Regions from separate parts of the Mus musculus genome. Here region 1 is linked to region 2. Evidence: chromatin contacts called from public HiChIP or PLAC-seq data. All regions are on one chromosome and are shown on one strand. The core of a region is the stretch at or near the end of the contact, and the rest is flanking DNA. Distances in the headings are between cores, read along the strand shown. Region 1 holds the start of Rpl7 (ribosomal protein L7). Region 2 has its middle 25 kb from the start of Gm26273.

Evidence for each region. HiChIP or PLAC-seq counts read pairs in DNA pulled down with a chosen protein or histone mark.
Region 1: an H3K27ac HiChIP or PLAC-seq map of large pre-B cells shows a contact between it and region 2, with 4 times the contacts expected there. The contact joins the promoter of Rpl7 here to the enhancer-like site in region 2. A contact is called at or near these places in 3 of 39 promoter capture datasets (hippocampal neurons, liver and pre-B cells) and 2 of 115 datasets of contacts at active chromatin or transcription factors (large pre-B cells and pro-B cells).

The regions. Positions count from the first base shown.
Region 1 is chr1:16,102,794-16,106,388 of GRCm38.p6, forward strand. It overlaps Rpl7 (ribosomal protein L7), which reads right to left and starts at 1,640. Exons shown (of 7, transcript NM_011291.5): 1 at 1,572-1,640; 2 at 717-891; 3 at 375-541; 4 at 1-36. The coding sequence starts at 1,585. Rdh10 (retinol dehydrogenase 10 (all-trans)) reads left to right here and starts at 3,089. Exons shown (of 6, transcript NM_133832.3): 1 at 3,089-3,513. The coding sequence starts at 3,225.
Region 2 is chr1:13,747,815-13,751,474 of GRCm38.p6, forward strand. No RefSeq gene overlaps it. Among named protein-coding and RNA genes, the nearest start is that of Gm26273, 25 kb to the right of the region's middle. Within about 2 kb of position 1,372, at least 1 of the 459 cell types and tissues checked has an H3K27ac peak or open chromatin away from gene starts, as enhancers often do.

The DNA of each region.
Region 1 (3,595 bases), core at 390-2,889, 2.4 Mb after region 2:
AGAACCTTACGAACCTTTGGGCTTACTCCATTGATACTGCCAGAGAAAAAAAATAGATCCATACAGCTTTTATTGTAATTTTAAGTAATACAAAACTTAGTCACCACATAGTATGTGTGTGTAATCTCAACACGCTATCACTACTAGCTTGCCTTCTCTTGATTCCTGTTTTATCATAAAAGATGACTGAATGATACTAAGTAAACTGTTTTTAAGCTCTTAGACAACTACAGGACACTGAAATGCAGTCAGAGCAAGCAGCTTAGGCACAGGTTTCACAAACAACTTCCCGCCCCCCGTAATTCTCGGCCCCCTTCCTAAGGGCAGGCACAATACAGCCATTGCTGCCAGAACACGATGCAAAGTGAACTCACCCTCGAATTCTGATGACAAAGGCCAGCTTTGGTTCTGCGGGCACATAGAAGTTGCCAGCTTTCCTTGCCATCCTGGCCATCCGAATCTCAGTGCGGTACATCTGCCTGTACTCCTTGTGATAGTGCTTTGCCTTCTCATAGATGAGCTTCCTCCTTGCCTTTCGAAGCTGAAAAACCAATGGCCAGTCAGTCATAATTCTTGGCTCTGAAACAGAGCACAGCATCAGTTTTATACAAGGATGACTTGAGAATATCAAACCAGGAAGATCTCTCTTCAATCTCACCCCACGCTCAGTCCCAATAAGCTCCCTGGCCCACTAAAGACCTCCAAAGTTTACTTACTGTCTTCAGGGCAAACTTCTTCCTCAGGCGCTTCACCTTCAACTCTGCGAAATTCCTTCGCTTTTTCTTGAGGGTTTCTGGCACAGCGGGAACCTTTTTCTTGAGAGTTTTTGGCCCAGCAGGAACCTTTTTCTTAAGGGTTCCTGGCACAGTGGCAACCTTCTTTTTCTTCTCTCTGTTGTTTGTAGAGAATTACTAGTAGGTCAAAAAACTTCCTGGTGATGTATCACACACACTAGGTGCTCAGAACTACGTTAAAACTGTCACCCACTCAAACCGGCAGCATCTAGCATCTCCGTCGTTCCCGAAAGCTCTACTGGAGATGCAGCGTTCATGCCCACAACCTTCACGTTATACACACCTTACTTAAAGGTAAACATGTATGACATTAAAGAGATTTATGCCTAACCCCAGCCATCAGTCCTGGCCTGTGAATTGTTACAAGTTGTCAAGTCACACTGAAAAAACTGTACTGCACACTTTTTGGGTTCCAGGACTCACTGATCCTCGATCAAGTCTCAAGCTCCATATGCAGGAGGCTGCCGGTAAGCAGCCGGCTAAGATAACTTTAGCTACAAAGGATCTCGTTCCATGATTCCGCGGAATACATTCTACCGAAGAACGGACCTCCGCCCAAGTAGCCGGATCCGCAGTCTGCCCTCAGTTTGCTCCTGGTACTGCCAAGGCCTCCGCGCGGAGGCCCCCCGCACTCCCTCCTAGTACCACACGGCGTCACAAACACCCAGACAGGCAGGCAGTGGTTCCAGGCTACACTCAGATACAGGAAAAGTGAGACAAAATGCCTCTAGTTTGGGGGATGGAGAAGGATTCTGGGGGAGAGAAGAATCGACTTACGGAACAGCCTCCATGGTTCCAGCCGGAAAAGAAGAGAGAAAGGTGGCGCATGCGCACTGTCTCCTTAAAGGTCTCAGGGCGCGAAGCCCCACGCCTTATAGCTGTCCTGAGATAAGCCGGAAAATAATCTAGAATTGAGATTTTTGCACTTTGCTGGCGCAAAATGAACAGCTTGGCTTAGTCACGGCCAGCCAACTTTATGGTAAAACTCATCGGAAAACAAATGCACTGAATACATTTTTTTTTTTTTTTTTTTTTTTTTTAATGAATAGAGTGGGGACACCTCGTCAGCTCTGGGCTTAATTTCTCCAGGTTGCGTTGACAACCCTAGGGTCAGGCTCTGCGGAATTCGTTGGACCCAAAAGGCATGTTCAGGGATGTGAACTACAAGTCCCAGCATGCGTCGCTGCATAACCCGCGGGGCTGGAGGGCGACGTTGACCGACACTCTGGGCAGCCTTCGCGGCGGTGATTCCCATTAGGCTCACTAGAGTATGAGGCTTCACGTCCTCAGCGGCTAGCTGAGCTATGAAATCACTGTCTGTCACCTCCTCCGGCTCTCTGCGGCCCGTGGCCACGCAGCCCTGCTCCCCCACCTCGGCTGCGCTGCCGAGGTCCTTTTTCCGCCCGACTGCCGGGCTGTCTTCCGCAGCGCCTGATCATCGGCCGCCAGGTCCACAGTCCCTCGGTTGGCGAAAGCAGCGAGACCGGGAAGAGTGATGACCCGAAGGTCCGAGGAGGATGGGGGGGTTCGCTGCTGCGGGACCCGGCAGGCGCAAGCCACGGCGACCCTCAGCAGGGGGCGTGAGCCGCGAAGAGTGGCACGACGAGGGCGGGAGCCTTCGGCCGCGGTCGTGGAAGAGGGGCTGCCCCGCGCGGTGGGGCGGCCGGCGGGAGGGCGAGCGGGGAGGGGAGGCTGGGCCGGGGGCGGGGTGCGACCGGGGGCGGGGAGGGCCGAGCTGAGGGAGGGCCGATGCCACTGCAGCGGCCGGCGCTTCCCGGCGGTGGGTTATATAGCGCGGAGTGTGGAGCTACCTCAGAGCCGGCTGGGAACGCTCAGACGCTGCGGGGCCCCGTGCCCGAGTGACAGCGGCGCGAGTGCAGGGCAGGGGACCCGAGTCGCGCTGGCAGCTCGAGCGGTTGGCAGCCCTCGCGTGCGCCCCGCAAGTCGGCCCTTCCCGGCGCTGCCCGCACCCTCCCGCAACTTGAGTCAAGTTGACAACTCCCGCGTCCCGACGCATCCGCTCGGCGCACCCCTGTCCTAGGAAGACGGGGAGCCGCTGCAGCAGCGCCGGGGACGTTCGGGCGGCGGCGGCTTGGCCATGAGGGCAGCGCGCGTCGCCTAACTCGCGGCTGTCACCGCCGCTGCAGCGGGACTGGACGGACGGACGGACGCTGTGGGACAAACAGGCGGCCGCCAGCAGGAGGCGCCGAGCCGGGAGCAGCGGCAGGCACAGCCCGTGGCCACTGCGCCGAGCCCGGGCGGAACTGGCCCCGCGCAATTCAGCCCCGCAGCACCTCGGGGGCGGACTCCGGGCGCAGCCTTCGCGTCCGGATCGCGGTGACAAGCGCCTCCGGGGCCAGGAGCTGGGCTGTCTGGCGCAGGGAGAGTGAGGACACGGTGCTGGGCTGCTGCGGGACCCGGGGCGTCGCGATGAACATCGTAGTGGAGTTCTTCGTGGTCACTTTCAAAGTGCTGTGGGCGTTCGTGCTGGCCGCGGCGCGCTGGCTGGTGCGGCCCAAGGAGAAGAGCGTGGCCGGCCAGGTGTGCCTCATCACGGGCGCGGGCAGCGGCCTGGGCCGCCTCTTTGCTCTCGAGTTCGCCCGGCGCCGGGCGCTGCTGGTTCTCTGGGACATCAACACGCAGAGCAATGAGGAGACCGCAGGCATGGTTCGCCACATCTACCGGGACCTGGAGGCGGCCGACGCTGCTGCTCTGCAAGGTAATGCCTGTGTATTGTTGAGTCAAACATCTCCCCAGCCCGGAGGGTCTCCACTGCCTAGTGTCATGGGCAGCCTCGCTCT
Region 2 (3,660 bases), core at 122-2,621:
AGATGCAGGCAGGAATAGGAGTGGAATGGGGGGGGGGGTTGGGGGTGATAGAACCTGAGTCCACTGGGCTCCAAGCATTAGCTGTGAGACTTCATGAGGGTCCTTACCCTATGTGCAGCAGATCTCCCGGGATGCCTGTAGGCTGTGGTGTCTTCAGGGGAGCAGCAGGGCCTACTTTTAAGAGTGGATTATTTTCCCCATTGGGACTCCCTTGGAGGAAACTAAATTTTCATTTGCAAGTGGTTATCAATTGGAGCTAGCTTTTGGCTTAGGAATGGGTGTGTGTGTGTGTGTGTGTGTGTGTGTCCCCACCTCTCCTCTCAGCCCTGATGCAGTCTTGTGCAGGCCCTGTGCATGCTGTTTTGTCCATATGTAACTATGTATTCTATTTCCCCTTTCTAGGAGATCCCTCCCTCCCCCATAATCCCTTACTATATACCTAACCTTTGTGGGTCTATGGATTATAACTTGCTTATCAGTGACTTAACAGCTAATATTCAAATATAAGTGAATAATACTGTATTTGTCTGTCTGGATCCAGGTTATGTCATTTGGGGTGATTATATATAGTTCCATTTATTTACCTGCAAATTTCATGATTTCATTTATTTAGTGGCTCAGTGATATCCCATCGTGTGTGTGTGTGTGTGTGTATCATATTTCCTTTATCCATTCATCTACTGATGGACTTCTAGGTTGTTTCCAGTATCTGTCTGTAATGAATAGAAAACCATTAAGCATGGTCGAACAAGTGTCTTTGTAATAGGATTGAGAATCCATTGGGTATATGCCCAAGAGTGGTATAACTGGATATTGGGGTAGATATAGTCCCACCTTTCTGAGGAACGACCACACTGATTTTCACCTTGCCTGTATTTGCAGGAAATATTAAAAAGAACAAGCACATTCCCTCCCGGCCATGCAGTGGCCGGCAATGGCTGACCTGTTTTTATCTGATGGAGACTCTGACTCAGAAATCCAGAATTTCCCCACCCAGCTTGCTAGGTTCCCACTGGTGGGTTATTACCAAACCCATGCTTAAAATCCCCCATAGTCTTTGTAGTGCACCTCAGGCAAACCCATGCTTTCGGCCAGACACTAGTAGCTGCATCTTGTCCTCACACTATCCCTGTCCAAAAGGACCTGACTCTCTCCTGCTTCTTCTCTTCCTCCATCCAACCTGGAAGTCCCACCAACTCACCCAGTGATTGGCTCCTTTACTCATTAGGGTATTGGTTCATAAGAAGTCTCCTAAGTACCTGACTCACTCCTTGTCTGCAACCCCTCCCAGGAGAGTGGAATTAGCATCAAAATACAATCAGCACCAGGCCCATCCACACAGCTGTAAAAGTTTGTACTCCCACCAGTCACAGATGAGTGCCCCCCTTATTCCACACCCTCTGTAGGATGAGCTGTCACTTGTGTTATTGATATTGATCATTTTTGACTTGTTTAAAATGAAATATCAAAGTAGTTTTGATTTGCATTTTCCCAATGGCTAAGGTTGTTGAACATTTCTTTGTTTCTCAGACATTTGAGTTTACTCAATTGAGAATTCTTTGTATATGTACTCCACTTTTAATTGTTTTTTTTCTTGATATCTAATTTTGTTTTTTGTCTTTTGTTTTGTTTTTGACAAGGTTTCTCTATTTTTCTGGGTTTGGATTACTTCACTCAGGATGTTCTTTTATAGTTCATCTATTTGCCTGCAAATTTCATGATTCCATTGTTTTTAACAGCACACATTAACGGTAATGCTCCATTGTGTAAACGCACCACTTTTTCTTTAACCATTCTTTGGTTGAGCGACATGTAGGTTGTTTCCAGTTTCTGGCTATTAGGAATAAAGTTGCTATGAACATGGATGAGCAAGTGTCCCTGTGATAGGATGAAGCATCTTTTGGTTTTATGTTCAGGAGTCTTATAGCTGGATCTTGAGGTAGATTGATTTCCAATTTAATGAAAAAAAAATCACCATGTTGATTTCCAAAGTGACTGTACAAGTTTCACTCCCACCAGCAGTGGAGTAGTGTACCCCATGCTCCACACCTCCCCAGCATGAGCTGTTGATTGTGTTTTTGATCTTAGCCATTCTGACAGGTGTAAGATAGAATTTCAAAGTTGTTTTGATTTGCTTGATTTGCATTTTTCTGATGGCTAAGGATGCTGAACATTTCTTTAAGTGTTTCTTGGCCATTTGATATATCTCTATTGAGAATTCTGTTTGGACCCATTTTTAAATTGGAGTTTGTTGATTGATTCTTGAGTTCCTTATATATGTTGGATATCAGGCTCCTGTCAGATGTGGAGTTAGTGAAAATCTTTTCCCATTTTCTGGGTTGCCATCTTGTCCTATTGATGGTGTCTTTTGCTTTACAGAATGTTTTAGTTTCATGAGGTCCCATGTATTAATTTCTGGCCTTAGTGCCTGTTTAATGGTGTTCTGTTCAGGAACTGTCTTTTGTGCCAGTGCATTCAAAACTATTCCCTACTTTCTCTTCTATCAGGTTAAGTGTCTCTAATTTTATTGAGGACTTTGATATATTTGGGTTTGAGTTTCATGCAGGATGAATAATAGATATAGACCTATTTGCATTATTCTACATGTAGATATCCAGTTAGTGCTGGTGCTCATTTTGTTGAAGATGCTTTCTTTTTTTCCATTGTATGTTTCTGGATTCTTTAATAGAAAGCTTTTATTTCTACGTAAAATATGGCAGAGTTTTGCTGGGTATATTAGTCTATGTTAGTTTTTATGTTTTTTTTTTTTTTTTTTTCAGGGTTGGAATGCATTGATCCAGGCTCTTTTGGCTTTCAGAGTTTCCACTGAGAAATAAGCTGTTATTCTGGTGGCTTTTCCTTTAGATGTGACTTGTTTTTTTCTCTTGTGGCTTTTAATACACTCTGTTTTGTATACTTAGTGTTTTAATTATAACGTTCTGCAGGGAGTTTCTTTTTCTGTTCCTGTCTGTTTGGTGGTCTGTGTGGTTCTTATATCTGTATGGTGTATCATTCTTTAGTTTGTGAAATTTTCTGCTATGATATTGTTGAAAATATGGCCTGTGGCATTGACTTGGAATCCTTCTTCTTAGTTTATTATTAAAATTCAAAGGTTTGCTCTTTCCACAGTGTTCCATATTTTCTGTGTATTCCCTTATTGTGCTTTCAAAAAATTTAATATTCCTTGGTTACTTCATTTAGATCCTTTACTTTATGTTAAAGTTCTGATAGCCTATTTTCTTCTTGATCCACTCTGCTCATAAGGCTTTCTCTGTGTTATTTGTTTTGTTTTTAGCAAGCTTGTAGTGTTTTCCAGTTCCATCTATATTTCAGTTTGAATTTTCTTCAATGTTGTCAGCTCTTTATCAAATTACATTTCAAACATTGGATTCTCTTCCTTTCTATGATTCTTATATTTTGGGTATCAGTCAGCCATTTATTCTCATTACATTATTTTTCTTTAATTTCATTGACCCTTTTCTTTGTACCTTATTTAAATTCTTTGATTATTTTTCAAGTTTATAATTGTTCTTTGAAATTCTATGCCATGGGGTTTATCTAGGTAATGCTCATATGGATTTTTTTTTTTTTTTTGGAAATGGTACCTTGATGTTTCATATTGTATGTATTTTGTAGTGAGATCTCTGGGCTTGTGGACTT